Regions from separate parts of the Mus musculus genome. Here all the other regions are linked to region 4. Evidence: chromatin contacts called from public promoter capture Hi-C and targeted proximity ligation data. All regions are on one chromosome and are shown on one strand. The core of a region is the stretch at or near the end of the contact, and the rest is flanking DNA. Distances in the headings are between cores, read along the strand shown. Region 1 holds the start of Ms4a8a (membrane-spanning 4-domains, subfamily A, member 8A). Region 2 holds the start of Cd6 (CD6 antigen). Region 3 holds the start of Tmem132a (transmembrane protein 132A). Region 4 holds the start of Dagla (diacylglycerol lipase, alpha).

What was found. Promoter capture Hi-C pulls out the DNA fragments that hold promoters and counts their contacts.
Region 1: a targeted proximity ligation map of pancreatic cancer cells shows a contact between it and region 4. A contact is called at or near these places in 1 of 39 promoter capture datasets (the HPC-7 cell line) and 1 of 130 datasets of targeted methods (pancreatic cancer cells).
Region 2: a promoter capture Hi-C map of liver shows a contact between it and region 4, with 2.4 times the contacts expected there. A contact is called at or near these places in 2 of 39 promoter capture datasets (the HPC-7 cell line and liver) and 1 of 484 Hi-C or Micro-C datasets (cortical neurons).
Region 3: a contact with region 4 is called in a promoter capture Hi-C map of the HPC-7 cell line, with 2.7 times the contacts expected there. A contact is called at or near these places in 3 of 39 promoter capture datasets (the HPC-7 cell line, HPC-7-derived erythroid cells and cranial neural crest).

What each region holds. Positions count from the first base shown.
Region 1 is chr19:11,079,835-11,082,534 of GRCm38.p6, forward strand. It overlaps Ms4a8a (membrane-spanning 4-domains, subfamily A, member 8A), which reads right to left and starts at 1,269. Exons shown (of 7, transcript NM_022430.2): 1 at 1,150-1,269. The coding sequence starts at 1,262.
Region 2 is chr19:10,828,727-10,831,426 of GRCm38.p6, forward strand. It overlaps Cd6 (CD6 antigen), which reads right to left and starts at 1,332. Exons shown (of 13, transcript NM_009852.3): 1 at 1,082-1,332. The coding sequence starts at 1,130.
Region 3 is chr19:10,868,435-10,871,134 of GRCm38.p6, forward strand. Tmem132a (transmembrane protein 132A) reads right to left here and starts at 1,345. Exons shown (of 11, transcript NM_133804.2): 1 at 1,105-1,345. The coding sequence starts at 1,192. It overlaps Tmem109 (transmembrane protein 109), which reads right to left. Exons shown (of 4, transcript NM_134142.1): 4 at 2,226-2,700.
Region 4 is chr19:10,303,472-10,306,171 of GRCm38.p6, forward strand. Dagla (diacylglycerol lipase, alpha) reads right to left here and starts at 1,406. Exons shown (of 20, transcript NM_198114.2): 1 at 1,350-1,406.

The DNA of each region.
Region 1 (2,700 bases), core at 19-2,518, 780 kb after region 4:
GAGACTCACGTGGTGGAAAGAGAGAACTGATTCCTAAAATTTGTTCTCTAATTTCCAAGAACATTTAGTGGCACTTGTGTGACCATAAACAATAAGTAAATAAAGTATAATAACAGTAATTAATAATAATAACAAGTCTATTGATATTGTCTTTATTGCTAGGTGCACCTGTGGGACAGGAGAGATGGGATCTCTGGAGAGCGAGTAAGGGAGACACCCTATATAGTCCTGTGGTCTCCATATACATGTGAACACACATACTTGATCATGTGCATGCACACGCACACACATAGGACATTAAACACTTTAAAATAACCAAGAATGATTTTTACCTGAGCAATTCAACCCCACCTATTTGTTAACACCATCTTAGAGATAATGTTAAACTTCTATTTCAGGGCTTGTTGAGAATGCCAGGCATATGCCAGGTAAGTGCCAGGCAACCAACACTTTACAAATGCTTCTCTTACAGTTTTAACTTGTCCCATGGATGAAAAAGTAAAGCCCGGAGAGGCTAGGCACTCCCGGAAGCCAGGCTGTGCCATTTCACTCTTTGCATGTCTCCTACTATCTTGATCCTGTTTTGTGTACAGTGGAATTATCTGATCTCAGAGTCCCACAGGTAGAAAGACTCTTGGGGAACATGGAGTTTAGTTCTCTTAGATTTTGGAAAAGGAAACAGAGTGTGACAGTAGTGTTGACTTCTCCAATGTCATGTACATATTAGAAAAATGGAGGCCATTGTGCTCAAGGGAAGTCTATTGTCAGTGTAGTGGGTGTGTGTGTTGTCTGGTTTAATTTTCTAGGGCCATTTTATTATTTGTGTGTGTATGTGTGTATGTGTGCCTTCCATGTTACACACTTGGAGGCCAGAAGATAACTGGTGGGAGTTGATTTTATCCTTCTACCCTGTGGGTCTCAGCATTAACCCATACCCAGTGAGTGGTATACCTTTAAAAGTTTCTCTTCTTCCATTCTGTTTTTGGAACAGACACAATAAAATAAGTACAATACACCCTTCTATGTTTTTCACCCAATATACCTCTCCAGCGTCTTTCATCCACTTACATTCCCCATGTCTCATTTGACACAAACCCCTTATCTCCATTCATCAGCAATTCATATAACCATTTGATCACACACACTCACCTTACTGTGCCCGGTTGCCAAGTAAGTCTCTCTTGCTCCGGTTCCCAACTCTTTGCTGTAGAAAACTTACTCCCCGAGAGATTGACTGCACCCTGTGCAGTTGGGCGATTCATTTAGAATGATCCAAAGTCCTCTCTACTTCTTTCCTGGGTGAGGCCTGGGTCAGCAGCTGGTCAGAGCTTCCACACCCACATTTGCTTCCTGTTTTAGTTATGGAACCAATTAAATACAGCTCATTTTGTCAAGGGCTTCAAGGTGCCTGAATGGAGAGTTGAGGTTGTGCTGGGTGTTCTAGGAGACAAAAGAATGACCTGGACATTCAGGGCTGGATGTACTGTGCTGAAATAGAGGACAGGTTGACTCAGTTTCACAGCAAAGAAATACATGATCCCAGGAGAACACAGAGAGAGCTGTGGAGCTGGAGTGCTTAGACACTTGAAATCATTGAACTGCAATGAGAAAAGATGGAATCAATGGATAAAATGAAAGTTACACTCAACTCTCTTCCATAGGTTTAAAGTCATTTACTTTTATGTAACGTGTATGGATATTTTGCCTCTATGTATGCTTATCTGCTTTGTGTGTGCAGTGACTGCTCTCACAGACAGTTGTGAACCACCATGTGGTTGCTGAGAATAGAACTTGGGTATGCTGCAAGAGCAGATGTCTCTTAACCATGGAGTCATCTCTCTCTTCCCTTCCATTTATTTATTTATTTATATTTATTTATTTATTTATTTATTTATTGTAAGTACACTGTAGCTGTCCTCAGACACTCCAGAAGAGGGAGTCAGTTGTGAGCCACCATGTGGTTGCTGGGATTTGAACTCCTGACCTTCGGAAGAGCAGTCGGGTGCTCTTACCCACTGAGCCATCTCACCAGCCCCCCTTCCATTTATTTTTATCTCACCTGGAAAATAAGGATCTTGTCTGAGAACTGCTGTACTGGAGCAGTGAGGTCTTTGGAATCAGATGTGACATATTGACTTTTTAAAAATTCCAATTGGCATACGAAAGACACTCATTAGACTCTCCCTGACTGAGCACACTGAGATGAGAGGATGGCTGGCACTTTGCAAGCTGACCAACTGAAAGAACATTATAGGCAGAGGCTATCGAAAGGGACAAAGCCAAGAAGGGAAGAAAGCACAGGACAAGTTTTGGGTAGGCACACACAAGGGACATTGAAAGCAAAAAGGATGAAAAATTCTAATTCAATCAAACCTTGCCAATACCCTTTTCAGATTTGCCCCCAAGTTTTTAAAGCCAGCTTTTTATTAGACCTTATCTGTGGGATCATTTCTTCAAATTTGATATTGTTTTATTGTGTGTATGTGTATGTGTGTGTGTCCATGCATGATGTGTGTGTGTCTATAGGTCAGAAGTCTAGATGTTTTCCTCTGTCTTATTTTTTCATTTTTCAAAAAGTTACTTTTAGCATATATTAGTTGTATATAATGATGAGGTTCACTCTGGTGTTTCATACAATTATATACTATATACTTTGCCTTATTTTTCATTTTTCAAAAAGTTACATTTAGCATATATTAG
Region 2 (2,700 bases), core at 82-2,581, 530 kb after region 4:
CGGTCAGCAGACCTTTTCCTTTAGGACTTAAGCCTGATCTTGTGTCAGGCCTCTTAAGAGAGGCAGAGGTGGTGGCACTGATGGATAGGAAGAAGCAGAAGGCCTTGCCGTCGGCCTGAGTAGAAGGAGGCTGAGCTCCGAGAGCCAGTGCTTTGGAAACAGCTGGTCAAGAAAGGACAGCAAAAGCCCAGGCCTCTACTGGGCAAAACACATGCCAATTAACACCAGGGGACTTGGATGAAATGCCTGAAGATCCAGACAGAAAGAAGACACTTCAGAACTCCCCGAGTGCTCATAACCTCTGACCAGCTTTATGTCCCCATCCCTCTGCCTGGGCTCCCCTTCTGTAAGGCAGACCTAACTCCTTAGACCCTAAGTCTGTTTCTATACCATCTTCCTACCCTGAAATGTGAATGCCTGCCATGTACAGGGATTCCTGAGTCTCTGTGTATTGCCTGTTTCTGCTAGCTTGGCCTGTGCACTCTATCAAGTATCTGGCGACCTTGGGCCTTTGCTCCAGAACCCTAGTCCAGACTATGCAAGACTACTTCAGCACTTAGCAGCTCAGGAACTCAAAAGCCTTCTTGATCATTTGTGTCTCAAATTCATCCAAGAGGTTGAACCGAAGTCACTAAGAGTGAAGTCCCCTGGGTCTCCCTGGATTCTGTCTCTGGTCCTGGTGAACCCCACTCTGGGACTTAACATGGAAAATACTGATGCTGGCTGGTCCTCCCTCTCAAAGGAGTCGTTCCTTCCTTCCTGTGAGATGGTAAGAAGGTGGGAGAAGCGGGTGCTTCCTGCACCTATGGATGCGTGGGGAGCTCCTTCCTCAGACCTAGGCCCCAAGTCAGGCATGAGGTTCGTTCACCTCACTCCCAGGAGGCCTTTTATGATGAGAGCATCATCCGGCCCTTTAAGGGGTCCCTGCGTCACCTCAAGCCCCAAGCTGTTGTCACACCAGGATGGTCTTAGGTTAAAAGGCTCTACAAAGGTGGCCATGAGGAAACAGCTAGCAAGGGGCCAAGCAGACAGAACCCGGGTCCCCTAGCACGAGCTGTAGGAGGTGACAGAAGAGATCTACCTGAGAGAACTGCTGTCAGCAATCCAGCGATCCCAAGGAAGAGCCACATGTCTGGTGCTGTCTCCACTGCTACTCACGCCTGCCCATAGGAAGTGCCATCCTGGTTCCGGGAGACGGTTGTGCCACCGATGGCTTGTCTCACCCGTGGTGCCCTTTCTGTTCTTGTTCTCAGTGCCCTGTGTGCTGCGCACTCTCTCTCCTACACACAGGCCCAGCCTGTGAGTGTCTCACGCCTCTACCTTCTGCTTGTGGTTTTGGTCTCCAGGAAGCCAGGCTGTTGTAACAGGGGTGCTGTTACAGGGCTGTTGGGGTGGGGGAGCCAAGCTACCTTCCATAAGCCCACCAACCAAAGTGAACCCTAAGAATCACAGAGGCCATGTCCAATGAACGCATCCCTGAGGGTCTTCCAAGAAAGACAAAGAGGCTGTGCCTTCTTTCCTGGACACAAAGAGACAGCTCATTCCCAGAGATGCTCTAGTAACTGGTGCTAGAAGAGTGAATTAATGCGCCCCTGCTGCCCCTCCCACAGAATCCAGCTCTCATGGGGTTGCATTCCAAGGTTTGTGTTGTCCTTGGGAATGTGGTGACTAAGAGGCAGGAGGACAGAGTCTTGATGGACTCTTCTTTTGCGTGTGTGTATCGAGGGGTATGTCAGGTGTGCCGTGTGTAGTGTGTGTGCGTGTATGTGTATATATGTATGTGTGTGAATATGTGTGTGTGTGTGTTCATTCATGTGTGTGTATGTTTGTGAGAGAAAGTATGTGCATGTGTGTGCATGTGTGTGCAAGTGTGTGTGTGAGCATATGGTATGCGTAGTGTATATGCACATGTATGAATGTGTGTATCTATGTGTGTGTATATTTGTGCGTGTGTGTGTGTGTCTGTGTGTGTGTGTATGTAAGTTTGAAGCTGATGTCAGAGTAGTCTTCTTCAATTCAATTGTTCTCTGTTATTTATCGAGGTTGGGTCTCTCACTGTATCTAGAGCTCCTGATTCCACAAGTTTAGCTCGCCAGCTTACGCTGGAGGTCCCCATCTCTGCCTCCTAAGTGCTGGGATCTCAGGAGGCTGCCATACCTGCAGGGCTTTTGTGTAGGTCCTGACAGTCTGAGCTCTGCTTCTCATGCTTCTTTGGCAAACTACTGAACCATTTCCCCAGTCCTGGGGTGCACGTAGCAAGGGCCTAAGCTTTTCCAAAGGAAACCCCAAAGAATAGGGGGTCTCAGAGAAGGACTCCCCCCCACCTCCACGTGCCCCAACCCAGGTGGGAGTTGCACAGAGGTGCCAAAGAATCTGGATCCCATCTTTGAGGACTGCTCGCTGTTTGTGTCCTGGGCAAGAGGGCAAGCGGAGTTTCAGCAGATGGCTGTGCAGGGAGGCTGCTGGGGAAGGAAAAGATTCGGGAGGAAAGGGCTAGAGCGGGAAGGACCAGGCTGCCTAGGCGTGCTGAACCAGGCTAGAAAGTAGACTGTGCATTTAGCTCACCAATGAGCCCCCCCTCGTAACACATAGTAGGTGTTAAATAGGTTTTGTTGAGAGAATGTGGGAATGGATAATTTGTCTCTAAGCAGAACCCTAGAGTCTAGAAAGAGACTGGTTCCAGATTCCAGCCATGCCTCA
Region 3 (2,700 bases), core at 95-2,594, 560 kb after region 4:
CTTGGAGCCTGGGTTTCCTTCCTCACTGGTACAAGGGGTGGGAGTATTTCATAACCCGGTGAGCAGGGGAGGGTTTTGGAAGCTTGGTGTAGATCATACTGGAAGTGAGATTGTTAGTGAGCCAAATGAAAAAGCTTTCCTTCCCTCACTGTGGAGGGGTTATTAGGACCCCCACTGGTTCTGCAGGGTTTGGAGCAGGTACCTAAAAGAAGTTCCAGAACCAGCTCTCTCAGCCCCACAGCTGAGCTGGGACGGCGGGGCTTTTCTCTAGAGTGCCCCCCCCCCGCGCGCGCGCCCGCGCACCAGTATCCCTAAGGGTAACAAGTGAGTGACTGTTGTTGGTCCTTAGGGTGGCTCCGGTCCACCTTCTAATTCAATGTTTCCATAATTACAAGATGCTCAGTAGCCTGACTCCCACGGACTTCCATGGTCTCCCATCACGGAGAATCCAGCCCTCTTGATGGGGGCAGAAAGGTAGAGACTACTTCGCCATCTCCCAATTCCCATAACATCTTCCACCTTTCAGCCCCAGCTTATGGCAGGCACGCGGTAGCTGCTGCCCCTTTCGTACTCAGTGATGGGTGCACCCACAAGGGCTCGGAAAGGCAAGGCTGGGACTCTCCCAGAAGACTCCAATGTTGGAGATCTCCTTGGAACAGGGAGAGAGAGGGGGAGAGAGAGAGGGGGAAAGGGAGAGAGGGGGGGGGGCAGAGGCATATCTCTCGGGTCTCAGGCAAAGAGCCTGTTTTGCATTCCTGTGACTAACCAGCGGGTTTCTGGGGACTAGAACTGCAGGTTAGGAAGAGGTGGTGCACGGGGAAGCAGGGCAGCCGGGTTAGATGTCGCGGCTGGAGAGGGGCTCGCAGAGGAGTTGGGACCGGGCTAGTGAAGATGGGAGTGAAAAGACTTTAGGAGCATCTAGGTGGTGCACAGAGAAGAAAGCCAAAGGGCTGTTGGCTGGGAACCGGTTTCCCAAGGTTAGACCTCTCCAGGGCATCGCTCTAGGTTTAGTTCTAGAGTCCAGTGGCTTGGGGGCATCAATGGCGCGTGGCCTCGGACGGACAGGGCCAGGTCGCCCCTCCCCACCCCTCCCTTCCCTCTGACCTCTCACGACTTCCAGGGCGAGAGCCACCAGGAGGCAGAACCAGGCACCGTAGGGCCCCCGAGGGGCCGCAGCCTTGCGTTCAGTCATCGAGGCGCACTCCTTCCCACCAAAGGAGGGTAACCGGCGCGCGGCTCAGGTGGCTGCAATCTGTCCCCACATCTCCCGCGCCCGCTCCGCGCCAGCCGCTGTGGCCAGCTAGTTCCCTGCGCCGCCGGCCCGCGGCTGCAGTTCCCAGACAATGGAGCAGGAGCAGTGGGGTGGGAGGGAACGCAGGCACATGGGCTGTCCCCTTCGCCCCGCCGGGTCCTAGTGCCCTGCGGATCCCAAAACCCAGAGCGTGGCCCCGTGCCTAGGGTGCCTAGGATTGGAATAAGGCAGCGTCCCTGGAGACTAAGCAGATTGATGTCCTCTGCCAGGAAGCACAAGGTGCGTTCTGGGATTCCTCGTGGAAGCCGATGATCAAGGAGAAAAACAAACAAAACCCGTTTCCTCTGCCTCATACCCTCCCCACAGGCATCTCACCTGTGAAGGCATCTAGAATTCAGGGACATAAGAGAACAGAGCTGCTGGGGCAGAAAAGGAGAGGCCAAACCAGGCCAGACCACCTTAGGCCATCCGTGGAGGCAGCTTGTCTCATGCCCAAACCTATCCCAGAAAGAGTCCCTAAGGATGAAGGGTGTAGGCTGGTCAACCCTTCTGAGGGAGTCCTGACTCCCAGTGCCACCTAGCCTTGCCCTCAGGTAGTGTTGGGAGAGGTCCAGATTTGGCATCTCCATGGCAACTTAAAGAGGAAAAAGAAACAGAAACGTGCCCGGGCCTTACACAAAAGAGCAGAACCACCTGGAGCCACATTGAGAACCTTATTCAGTAAATTCCTGAGTCTGGGAGGGAAGCCAGTTTTTCCAGGTTCCCCAAGCTAGCAATATAAGCACCCTGCAGGAAGGGGCAACTTCAGTCCCAACAGAGCTGCCAGATCTGCAAGCTTTCCAAGAGAGTGCATGCCTCCCTCCAGAGTCCTAGGGGGAAAGGTACCAGGTACATCCTGCCTTCCTGAGCCCTCCCTTCCTCCCAACAGATTTCTGCTAGAAGTCCAGAAGGAAGAGAGTTTGTCAGCAGAGACTTTTGAGTAAATACATTTTATTCAGAAGAAGATAATAAAATAGCATGCACTTTAAAACCACCAAGCGCTGATAAAAACATATCACTGCAGCCATGATTCCACATCAAACCTTCAGTAAGAATAGGCATTTAATCTTCACATCTTGTGCTGGACCTGGCATGGGTCATCTCCCTCCACCAGGGACCTAAAGGCCAAGGCCAAGGCCAAGAGTGAGCAAGTGGTGGAGAGGGGTTAGTGGCAGGCTCACTCCTAGCCCTGCAGAACAGATCAGGGCAAAGCCGTGCCCTTCCCAGCTACTGGGACACAACACTGACCAACGCTTGCTTCTGGATGGCAGAGAGTGGACAGGGGTAAAACTGCAAGACAGCAGGTCCTCCTGCCCTTTTCAAGGTCCCTGAAACCCTCAAGGGAGATTCGACAATCCCAGCAGGGCCGTTGCTTTGTTTGCTGGAGTGGGGATTCTGCAAGGGGCTCA
Region 4 (2,700 bases), core at 156-2,655:
GCACCCATGTTGGCAAAGAAACACCCTTCTCATGCAAAGCTCAGCTCTTTGCTTCTACTTCTGTGCCTTCCCCCCCAAGAAACCCATAACACCCTGAAGTCTTCAACGTCTCTAGGGGTCTGCCCACTGATGCTCTGTGAAGTGGGACATCATGTGGCAATGAGAGGAGGAAGGAGATGGGGGCTGGGAGGGGGGAGAGATAGAGGGAGGGAGGGAAGGAAAGAGATAGAGAGATGGGGGACCTTCTCCAAAGCTTCTCAGAAGACTAGTTAGGATATATGCAATCTCCAAACACTCCCAGTAGCCACAGAACCATCTTCCACGCAGCCCAAAAGATACAATTCCCAGAAACCCAGTAGCACCGCCATCAACCAAGTGAAAGGAAGGGCCCAGGGACGACGTAGCCTGGGCTACTTCTCTATACCCTTCTGAGTCTCCTATAATCAGAAACAAGGACCACCAGTGAGAACCACCTATTCCTCCCATCTTCCTCCAAATGGGGGAGGACTCATGAGCCAGGTAAAGGTTCATAACTGAGCAGAGCTCTACCTGGGACAGCAACCAAGAACCTCATGGTAGACACATGGTGTCTCTTATTCTCATCCATCATAAAAAACACCAACCTTCTTCCAGCCTTCTGCCCCAAGGCCAGCACACCAACAGGCATTAATGCTGAGCCCCATGACAGAGACGTCGCCCCTACTGATCTCCCTGTAAGGGTGGGTATTTACCCTCTTATTTACCAGGGTCTGAGGGCCACCTGTCTTCCCTCACAGTATTAGTCATTCCAGGGCACTGCGCTAAGCCAAGGCCATTTCTCACAGCAGGGCCGGAGCCACTAGTCATGCCCAGGACATTGATTCTTTAAGCCCCCAGGACCATCACTCCAAACCATGTCAAGCCCAAGGCCAGAACCATGCCAACCAACATCCAAGCAATGGCAGCACTTTCTCACACCCATGCCCACCGCACCATCACGGCCCAGCATCAGCTGGCCACCCACCAGCACCAGCTGCGTGCATCGCCCTCCTGTACAGAGGGTGCACCCTCCTCACACCTGGGCGGCCACCGCTACACCAAGGCGGGGGTGAGTCTTCTGACACCCTCGCCAGGAAAAATCACGCTGCCCGTGCTGTATCCACGTTGCCCACGCCCGTGCCATGCGTGTCACCATCCCCACGCCGGTGGCCCGGGGCTCCGCGGACCTCACACCTGCCACGAGCGCGCGTGGCAGCCGCACCTCCGCCCGCGGACCTGTCGGACCGGCCACCGCGCGCAGTGGACATTGCCCAGCCCGCCACGCCGCTCGCAGAGCTCCTGCGCCCGGGACTCGGCCCGGGCCCCCTTACCTCCGGCCCGCCGCAGGGCTCGGCCCGCCGCGGCCACTGCGACCGCCACCTCCATCCTGGGCTCCCCAAGGCCCCTATTCACTAACGTTGCTTCCGCAGGGCGCCGGCGCCGGCGCGAAGGCCGCCTCCGCCCCCCGGGGGACGCTGCGTCCTTTACGTAAACCCCACTCCGCCGCCAGCGGTGACCATGGCGACGGCCGTGGGGCGGCAGCGCCCCCTAGCGCCAGGGAGGGGAGAGGCGCGCAGGCCCGAGGTGGTGGAGCCCTGGATCCCCGCGCGTGGGGGCGGTGGGCGCGGGGCTGAGGCCTCCACGGGGGTTCCGTGGGCAGACGAAAGGGGTTGGACCGTGGGCACTGAACAGGGGCACGGTAGCTGCTTGGGTTCCCCTCCTTCAGGTCCCGCGTGACAGGGTTTAGCGTGGGAGATGAAAAATAGCAAGTAGGATCACCGGAGAACTGGTTTGTTTGGGGGAGGAAAGGAGAGAGATGGGTTCCACCTCCTTCAGGGGACCTAGCAGCGTCTTGAGGAGTTGGGACACATCTTTATCTATGTCCTCCTCTTCCCCCCTACTCTCACCCTCCTCAACACCCAGCATAGTGCCTGACAGCAAAAGGGGAGTTTGATCAATTTTGATTTTCTGATAAATGAAGAAAATCGCCCCTCCTGTTCTCCTTCACACACGCCCATCCATTCATGCGCAAGTCGCTCAACTCGCCTTCCTGAAAGCTGCTTTTTGGCAGGGACACAGCTATGCTGGTGTTCTGGGTTGAGTCTGGGGAGTGGGTGGGAGCAGGCTTGCCCTTAGAGATATCAGGTCACATGGGGGCTAAGCTAAGAGCTGCAGCTGCACAGGGGGTCATAGGTAAGATTGGATCTAGCGGTCATGATGATGCAATCAGTTAAGTCTCCAAAGTCGAGCAGAAAGATATGAGAGGTCGAAAGGAAAGTAACGCAGAAAGCAAGCGTGTGAAATGTTTCCTGGGCTCAGACGTCATTCTGAGAATGACGTCAGGATGATTGACTTGTTCTGTAGGCCTGGAGGACATAGGTGGACATCTGACTGAAAGTGAAACCCTGCATCCGGGACAGACTTCTCCTCGTTGCAGAGTTCAGCCCCTCGCCAGGCAATTCGGTAGCATCTACGGTTATTGCAAAGATAAGCTCTGGCTTAGGTAAAGAAAATGGATTTGGGGAACAAATATGAGCACTTCAAGAATTCCTGGAGAGGAGCTCCCGATGTCTCAGGAAGTTCAGAAATCTGGGGAGGCCTGGGTTCAGGGACGTTATCTCTAGATTGTCATGGTCCATTCAAACCACACAGTTGGAGATAATATCTCTTGCTTCAAAGTCC